2 separate regions of the Mus musculus genome follow, and region 2 is linked to region 1. The links are chromatin contacts, called in public HiChIP or PLAC-seq maps. All regions are on one chromosome and are shown on one strand. The core of a region is the stretch at or near the end of the contact, and the rest is flanking DNA. Distances in the headings are between cores, read along the strand shown. Region 1 has its middle 27 kb from the start of Gm39129. Region 2 holds the start of 9530052E02Rik (RIKEN cDNA 9530052E02 gene).

The links. HiChIP or PLAC-seq counts read pairs in DNA pulled down with a chosen protein or histone mark.
Region 2: a contact with region 1 is called in an H3K4me3 HiChIP or PLAC-seq map of bone marrow-derived macrophages, with 7 times the contacts expected there. The contact joins the promoter of 9530052E02Rik here to the enhancer-like site in region 1. A contact is called at or near these places in 9 of 39 promoter capture datasets (the 3T3-L1 cell line, the C10 cell line, the HPC-7 cell line and 4 more), 1 of 15 datasets of contacts at CTCF or cohesin (large pre-B cells), 8 of 484 Hi-C or Micro-C datasets (the G1E-ER4 cell line, bone marrow-derived macrophages, cerebral cortex and 2 more), 22 of 115 datasets of contacts at active chromatin or transcription factors (T-cell acute lymphoblastic leukemia, astrocytes, bone marrow-derived macrophages and 17 more) and 2 of 9 other capture datasets (adipose tissue and embryonic stem cells).

What each region holds. Positions count from the first base shown.
Region 1 is chr8:10,710,753-10,713,741 of GRCm38.p6, reverse strand. No RefSeq gene overlaps it. Among named protein-coding and RNA genes, the nearest start is that of Gm39129, 27 kb to the left of the region's middle. Within about 2 kb of position 1,276, at least 11 of the 459 cell types and tissues checked have an H3K27ac peak or open chromatin away from gene starts, as enhancers often do. A contact at or near this core is called in the G1E-ER4 cell line, bone marrow-derived macrophages and microglia, where this site is marked.
Region 2 is chr8:11,006,252-11,009,354 of GRCm38.p6, reverse strand. 9530052E02Rik (RIKEN cDNA 9530052E02 gene) reads right to left here and starts at 1,505. Exons shown (of 5, transcript NR_046017.1): 1 at 1,344-1,505. Irs2 (insulin receptor substrate 2) reads left to right here and starts at 426. Exons shown (of 2, transcript NM_001081212.2): 1 at 426-3,103. The coding sequence starts at 925.

The DNA.
Region 1 (2,989 bases), core at 27-2,526:
AAACCCTGCTGTAATAGTGGGCTCTCCTCAGTTCCGATCAGGGTGCCAGTGCAGGAGTCCCCACATGAGGCAGGGCTTCACTTGGCAGGTCCCAGACCTCTGCATCACAGGAACAAAGTCTAAACCCGTGAATAGAGAGAGGCAAAGAACCATCAGATTCCACGCTCTGCGCCCCACACCCTGCAAGAATCCATCACCTTATCTATAAACACAAATGAACATCCAGGCCTTGTCCCTGGACTGGGGTCGTGATTTTCCACCATAAATTCCAGAAGAATTTTCTTTTCTTTTTCTTTCTTCCTTCCTTTCTCCCTCCCTCCCTCCCTCTCTCTCCCTTCCTTCCTTTCCTCTTTCTTCCTTTCTTTCTTTTCCTTCCTTCCTTCCTTCCTTCCTTCCCCCCTTCCTTCCTTCCTTCCTTCCTTTCTCTCTCCCTCCCTCCCTCTCTCCTTCCTTCCTTCCTTCCTTCCTTCCTTTCTTCCTCCCTCCCTCCCTCCCTCCCTCCCTCCCTTCCTTCCTTCCCTCCTTCCTTTCTTCCTCCCTCCCTCCCTCCCTCCCTCCCTTCCTTCCTTCCTTCCTTCCTTCCTTCCTTCCTTCCTTCCTTTTCCTTCCTTCCTTCCTCCCTTCCTTCCTTCCTTCCTTCCTTCCTTCCTTCCTTCCTCCCTCCCTCCCTCCCTTTCTTCCTTCCTTCCTTTTCCTCCCTTCCTTCCTTCCTTCCTTCCTTCCTTCCTTCCTTCCTTCCTTCCTCCCTCCCTCCCTCCCTCCCTCCCTCACTCTCTCTTTCTTTCTTCCCCTTCCTTCCTTCCTTCCTTCCTTCCTTCCTTCCTTTCTTTCTTTCTTTCTTTCTTTCTTTCTTTCTTTCTTTCTTTCTTTCTTTCTTTCTTTCTTTTTCTCTCTCTCGCTCTGCCCTGCTCACTCTGGCCCCACTCACTCTGGCCCCTGCTTGCTCCCGCCCCCAGAAGAATTTTCTAGTCAAGTAAACAAGGTGGTTATGTCAGCTGCCACCTGCCTGCAATAGCAATTAAAAGTCATAGAGACCTTGGCAAAGCTGGACATTTCTCCATTTGCACTCGTCATTTAAAACCTCTGTCATGTGAATTTGGCCAGTTTATAAGGAAATGAACATTTTTAGTTTAGAAGTTGCTTTAAAGCATAAGAAACCTTCTGAGACACAAAACGGTGATACCAGCTGCTGGCAAGCTGACTACCTCAGCCCTTCTGACCTACAAAAGGGAGGGTATTAACCACAGTAGCGGGGGAGTAAAAAAAAAACTTAATCACTATTAATGAGATTCATTATAATATAGAGTCTCCCCACAATGAATTTTAAATGTCCCTTGTCCATTTCTCTATCAACATGACACAAAAGGAAACATCTGCTCCGTGGTGGCCATGGGGCTGCATTCTGATTAGCTGATATGGGTAATCTATCCATTATCGCGCCTGTCATGTTGATGGGCAAAGGATCAATTTTAGTCTGCTATCAATCTTCTACCCAAAGCTCAAAGCTGGGGTGTCTGTGTGGTGTGCTTTTAAAATCACATATTAAAATTAATACCCAGAAATTCAACCTTGCCCACTTGGTTCTTTGCCTTTCTACTTTTTCTTATTTATACGGATAGAAATCAACCTTGTTGTTTACTATTTGATGGGATGAAATCCTAGGCTAGTGCATTTTAAGGAAGAAATTGAGTTATTTGTGAACAACATAAGGTTTAATAAGTCCTTCCTGGAAGTTTCTGCCTTGAGCAGCACTCTATGCTAGAAACGGAAGGCGAGTGGCTGGCCTATGGAGTTTCAGTGTTCTGGTAGACACGTTTAAAACAAGAGAAAAAGAACATATAAAATCAATACTAATAGTATTTTCTACTAAAGCCAATACTTTAAAACATCATTAAGTCAGATAACCAGCATAAATATTGTAAACGGCCTGGTTTCCCTCCCTTTGTGTGTCTCTCTCATTCTACTGTCTCCCCTCTTCTACTCACAGCCCAAGAACCAGACAGACAGACGCAGCCCTGGCTTCCACACCAGAGGCGCTAGGCTGCAGGAAACACTCTTCTGCTACTCTCACTTGAGGAACTACAAAGCAACGATCCAAGGTAAAACAAAACGAACCCCAGCTGCAGAGCTCTTCTCCGTAAACGCCTTAGCTTCTGCACACCACAGCTTCAGCTCTGTCAGGCACTGTCTTACCAGCTGGGAGCCTCAATTTATTCTAAAGGTTGAGTGATTTGTCATTAAAACTATGATTTTTTTTTTTAAGGATTGACTTAGGTCAGCCCACCGAGGATGCACTTTGCTGGTTCAAATGACTTGAGCTCTTTAGAAATGTGTGCCCAAAAGCTTCTGTTGATAGAAATCAATCAATATCTGCTCCATGTAGAGGGAATTCACAGTCTTCGTTTCTCTTTTGCTTGTAGAAACTGAAGAACGGGGAAGGAAATGAAGCTTTCTCCACACTCCCTTTAGTTAGGCAATCATCTGGAAATATATTCGTTTTTTAATTCAATGATGTCACTAGATCAGGAAAAGCACATTCTATGAGCTCATGTTCCCACTTTAGTCTAGGGTAGGTTTTAGCATTCCTAAGCAGACTGCAAAGGCCACTGTACTCAAGATTACCTGACGGTTATACCACATCATTTCTTGTCAGTGACTGCCAACTATTTACAGAACCAAAGGGATACGAGTCTTCAATCAGTTTCTATAGAGTTTGGCGTTGCACATATTGTGTGATATCCCAAGCTCAATGTGGGTCAAGAGGGGTCAAATCTAAATAGGTGACCACCAACCTCTGGGTGTAAGGGGTATGGAGAACTTTACTTATCAGAGAATGGCTGTGCCCTGTCAGTACTAGACAATCCTGGGACGAAACTGGCTTTGCCTACTGAGCCCTTGTGGGGAGAGGAGGACTGTTGGAAGAAATGTAAGTGAATTATGGGCAGTATTTGGTAATCTTAAGAGGGAGAGAGTGTCGTGAAAGAAATGA
Region 2 (3,103 bases), core at 256-2,755, 300 kb before region 1:
CGCACCAGATCCGACCTCCCGCCCCCGTTCCCCCTCCGCGGCGGAAGCCTGGGGCCAGTTAGTGGGACGCGAGGCGGGAGCACAAACCCCGCACCCGCCTTCTCCACGGCGGGCTTCCCGCCTTGGGTGGCATCGCCCCCGCCCGCATCCACAACGAGCCCCTGATTAATGAGCCCGGCCCGGCCCCCGCCGAGCCCCGGCCCGGCCTCGGAGAGGGGGAGGGAGGGGACGGCGGGAAACGCAGCCCGGTGTCGGTCCGCCTCCCCCCCCCCCCCGTGCCTCACGCTCATTGGTCCGTCTCGCTGTCCGTCGGGGAACGCGGCGCCAATGCAGGGCTGCGGGGCGGGGCGTCCGCGCGAGTGTGCCTGCGTAACGCAGAGTCACGTGTTGTTTTGCTCTTAGTTCAGTCACTCGGTGCGCGATGTGTTACTCACTGTGCGGCGGGGACCGCGACAAGCCCGGGTCGTCGTTGGTGGCAGCAGCAGCAGCGGCAGCAACGGCAGCAGCGGCCCCAGTGGCAGTGTGGGCCCCGAGTGTCCGGACGCAGACCGTCGTCGCGCAGTGCAGAACGGTGGCAGCAGACGGGCCGCGCGCGTTCTAAGCTCGGCCCCGCGACTCGGGGACCCCGACTCTCGACCCAGCCAGCCAGTCCCCGGGCGCCGCCCGAGAGCCCGGGAAGCAGCGGCAGCGGACAGTCGAAGCGGGGGGGTGGCCATCGCCCGCACCGAGCATCCTTCGGAGCGGCGGAGGGCCCTGCGCCACCGAGCCGCGCGCGCCTCCTAGCCCACCGCCTGGGCCCGGGGGACGCGCGCGCGTGGCCGGGCGGCCGGGCGACGGGTGGCGGGGAGCCGCCCCCGCCCGCGCCCCTCGGCCCTCGCCATCCCCTGTTCGCCCAGCCGGGCAGAGAGACCTGAAGCGGCGGCGATGGCTAGCGCGCCCCTGCCTGGGCCCCCCGCGTCGGCGGGCGGGGACGGCCCGAACCTCAATAACAACAACAACAACAACAACCACAGCGTGCGCAAGTGCGGCTACCTGCGCAAGCAGAAGCACGGCCACAAGCGCTTTTTCGTGTTGCGCGGCCCCGGCACGGGCGGCGACGAGGCATCCGCGGCTGGGGGGTCGCCGCCGCAGCCTCCGCGGCTGGAGTACTACGAGAGCGAGAAGAAGTGGAGGAGCAAGGCGGGCGCGCCGAAGCGAGTGATCGCGCTCGACTGCTGTCTGAACATCAACAAGCGCGCGGACGCCAAGCACAAGTACCTGATCGCCCTCTACACCAAGGACGAGTACTTCGCTGTAGCGGCGGAGAACGAGCAGGAGCAGGAGGGCTGGTACCGCGCACTCACCGACTTGGTCAGCGAAGGCCGCTCTGGCGAGGGGGGCTCGGGCACCACCGGAGGCTCTTGCAGCGCCTCTCTCCCGGGCGTCCTGGGCGGCTCAGCGGGCGCCGCTGGCTGCGATGACAACTACGGGCTCGTGACACCCGCCACGGCCGTCTACCGCGAGGTGTGGCAGGTGAACCTGAAACCTAAGGGACTGGGCCAGAGCAAGAACCTGACTGGTGTATACCGCCTATGCCTGTCTGCGCGCACCATCGGCTTCGTGAAGCTCAATTGCGAACAGCCGTCGGTGACGCTGCAGCTTATGAACATTCGCCGCTGCGGCCACTCGGACAGCTTCTTCTTCATCGAGGTGGGCCGTTCGGCCGTCACCGGTCCCGGGGAGCTGTGGATGCAAGCCGACGACTCGGTGGTGGCGCAGAACATCCATGAGACCATCCTAGAAGCTATGAAGGCACTCAAAGAGCTCTTCGAGTTCCGGCCTCGCAGCAAGAGTCAGTCGTCCGGGTCGTCAGCCACGCATCCCATCAGCGTGCCGGGCGCGCGCCGCCACCACCACCTAGTCAACCTACCCCCTAGCCAGACCGGCCTGGTGCGCCGCTCGCGCACTGACAGCCTGGCGGCCACCCCCCCAGCAGCCAAGTGCACTTCGTGCCGGGTTCGTACGGCCAGCGAGGGCGACGGCGGCGCGGCAGGCGGGGCCGGGACGGCAGGAGGCAGGCCGATGTCGGTGGCAGGGAGCCCCCTGAGTCCCGGGCCGGTGCGCGCGCCCCTTAGCCGCTCGCACACCCTGAGCGCCGGCTGCGGAGGCCGCCCGAGCAAAGTGACTCTGGCGCCGGCAGGGGGAGCCCTGCAACACAGCCGCTCCATGTCCATGCCCGTGGCGCACTCACCTCCTGCAGCCACCAGCCCAGGCAGCCTGTCCTCCAGCAGTGGGCACGGCTCGGGCTCCTACCCGCTGCCACCTGGCTCCCACCCGCACCTGCCTCATCCACTGCATCACCCCCAAGGCCAGCGTCCGTCCAGCGGTAGTGCCTCCGCCTCGGGCTCCCCCAGCGACCCGGGTTTCATGTCCCTTGACGAGTATGGCTCCAGCCCTGGCGACCTGAGAGCCTTCAGTAGCCACAGGAGCAACACACCCGAGTCAATAGCGGAGACCCCGCCAGCCAGAGATGGCAGTGGGGGCGAACTCTATGGGTACATGAGCATGGATAGACCCCTGAGCCACTGTGGCCGCCCTTACCGTAGGGTCTCAGGGGATGGGGCCCAGGACCTGGATAGAGGACTGAGGAAGAGGACTTATTCCCTAACCACGCCTGCCAGGCAGCGGCAGGTACCTCAGCCTTCCTCTGCCTCTCTAGATGAATACACTCTCATGAGGGCCACCTTCTCTGGTAGTTCAGGTCGCCTCTGCCCATCCTTCCCTGCGTCCTCTCCCAAAGTGGCCTACAACCCTTACCCAGAGGACTATGGAGACATTGAGATTGGTTCTCACAAGAGTTCCAGCAGTAACCTGGGGGCAGATGATGGCTACATGCCCATGACCCCTGGGGCAGCCCTTAGGAGTGGTGGTCCCAATAGCTGCAAGAGCGATGACTACATGCCCATGAGCCCCACAAGCGTGTCTGCTCCCAAGCAGATCCTGCAGCCACGCTTGGCAGCGGCCTTGCCCCCTTCCGGAGCAGCCGTGCCAGCACCCCCTTCAGGGGTGGGCAGGACCTTCCCAGTAAACGGAGGTGGCTACAAAGCCAGCTCCCCAGCGGAGA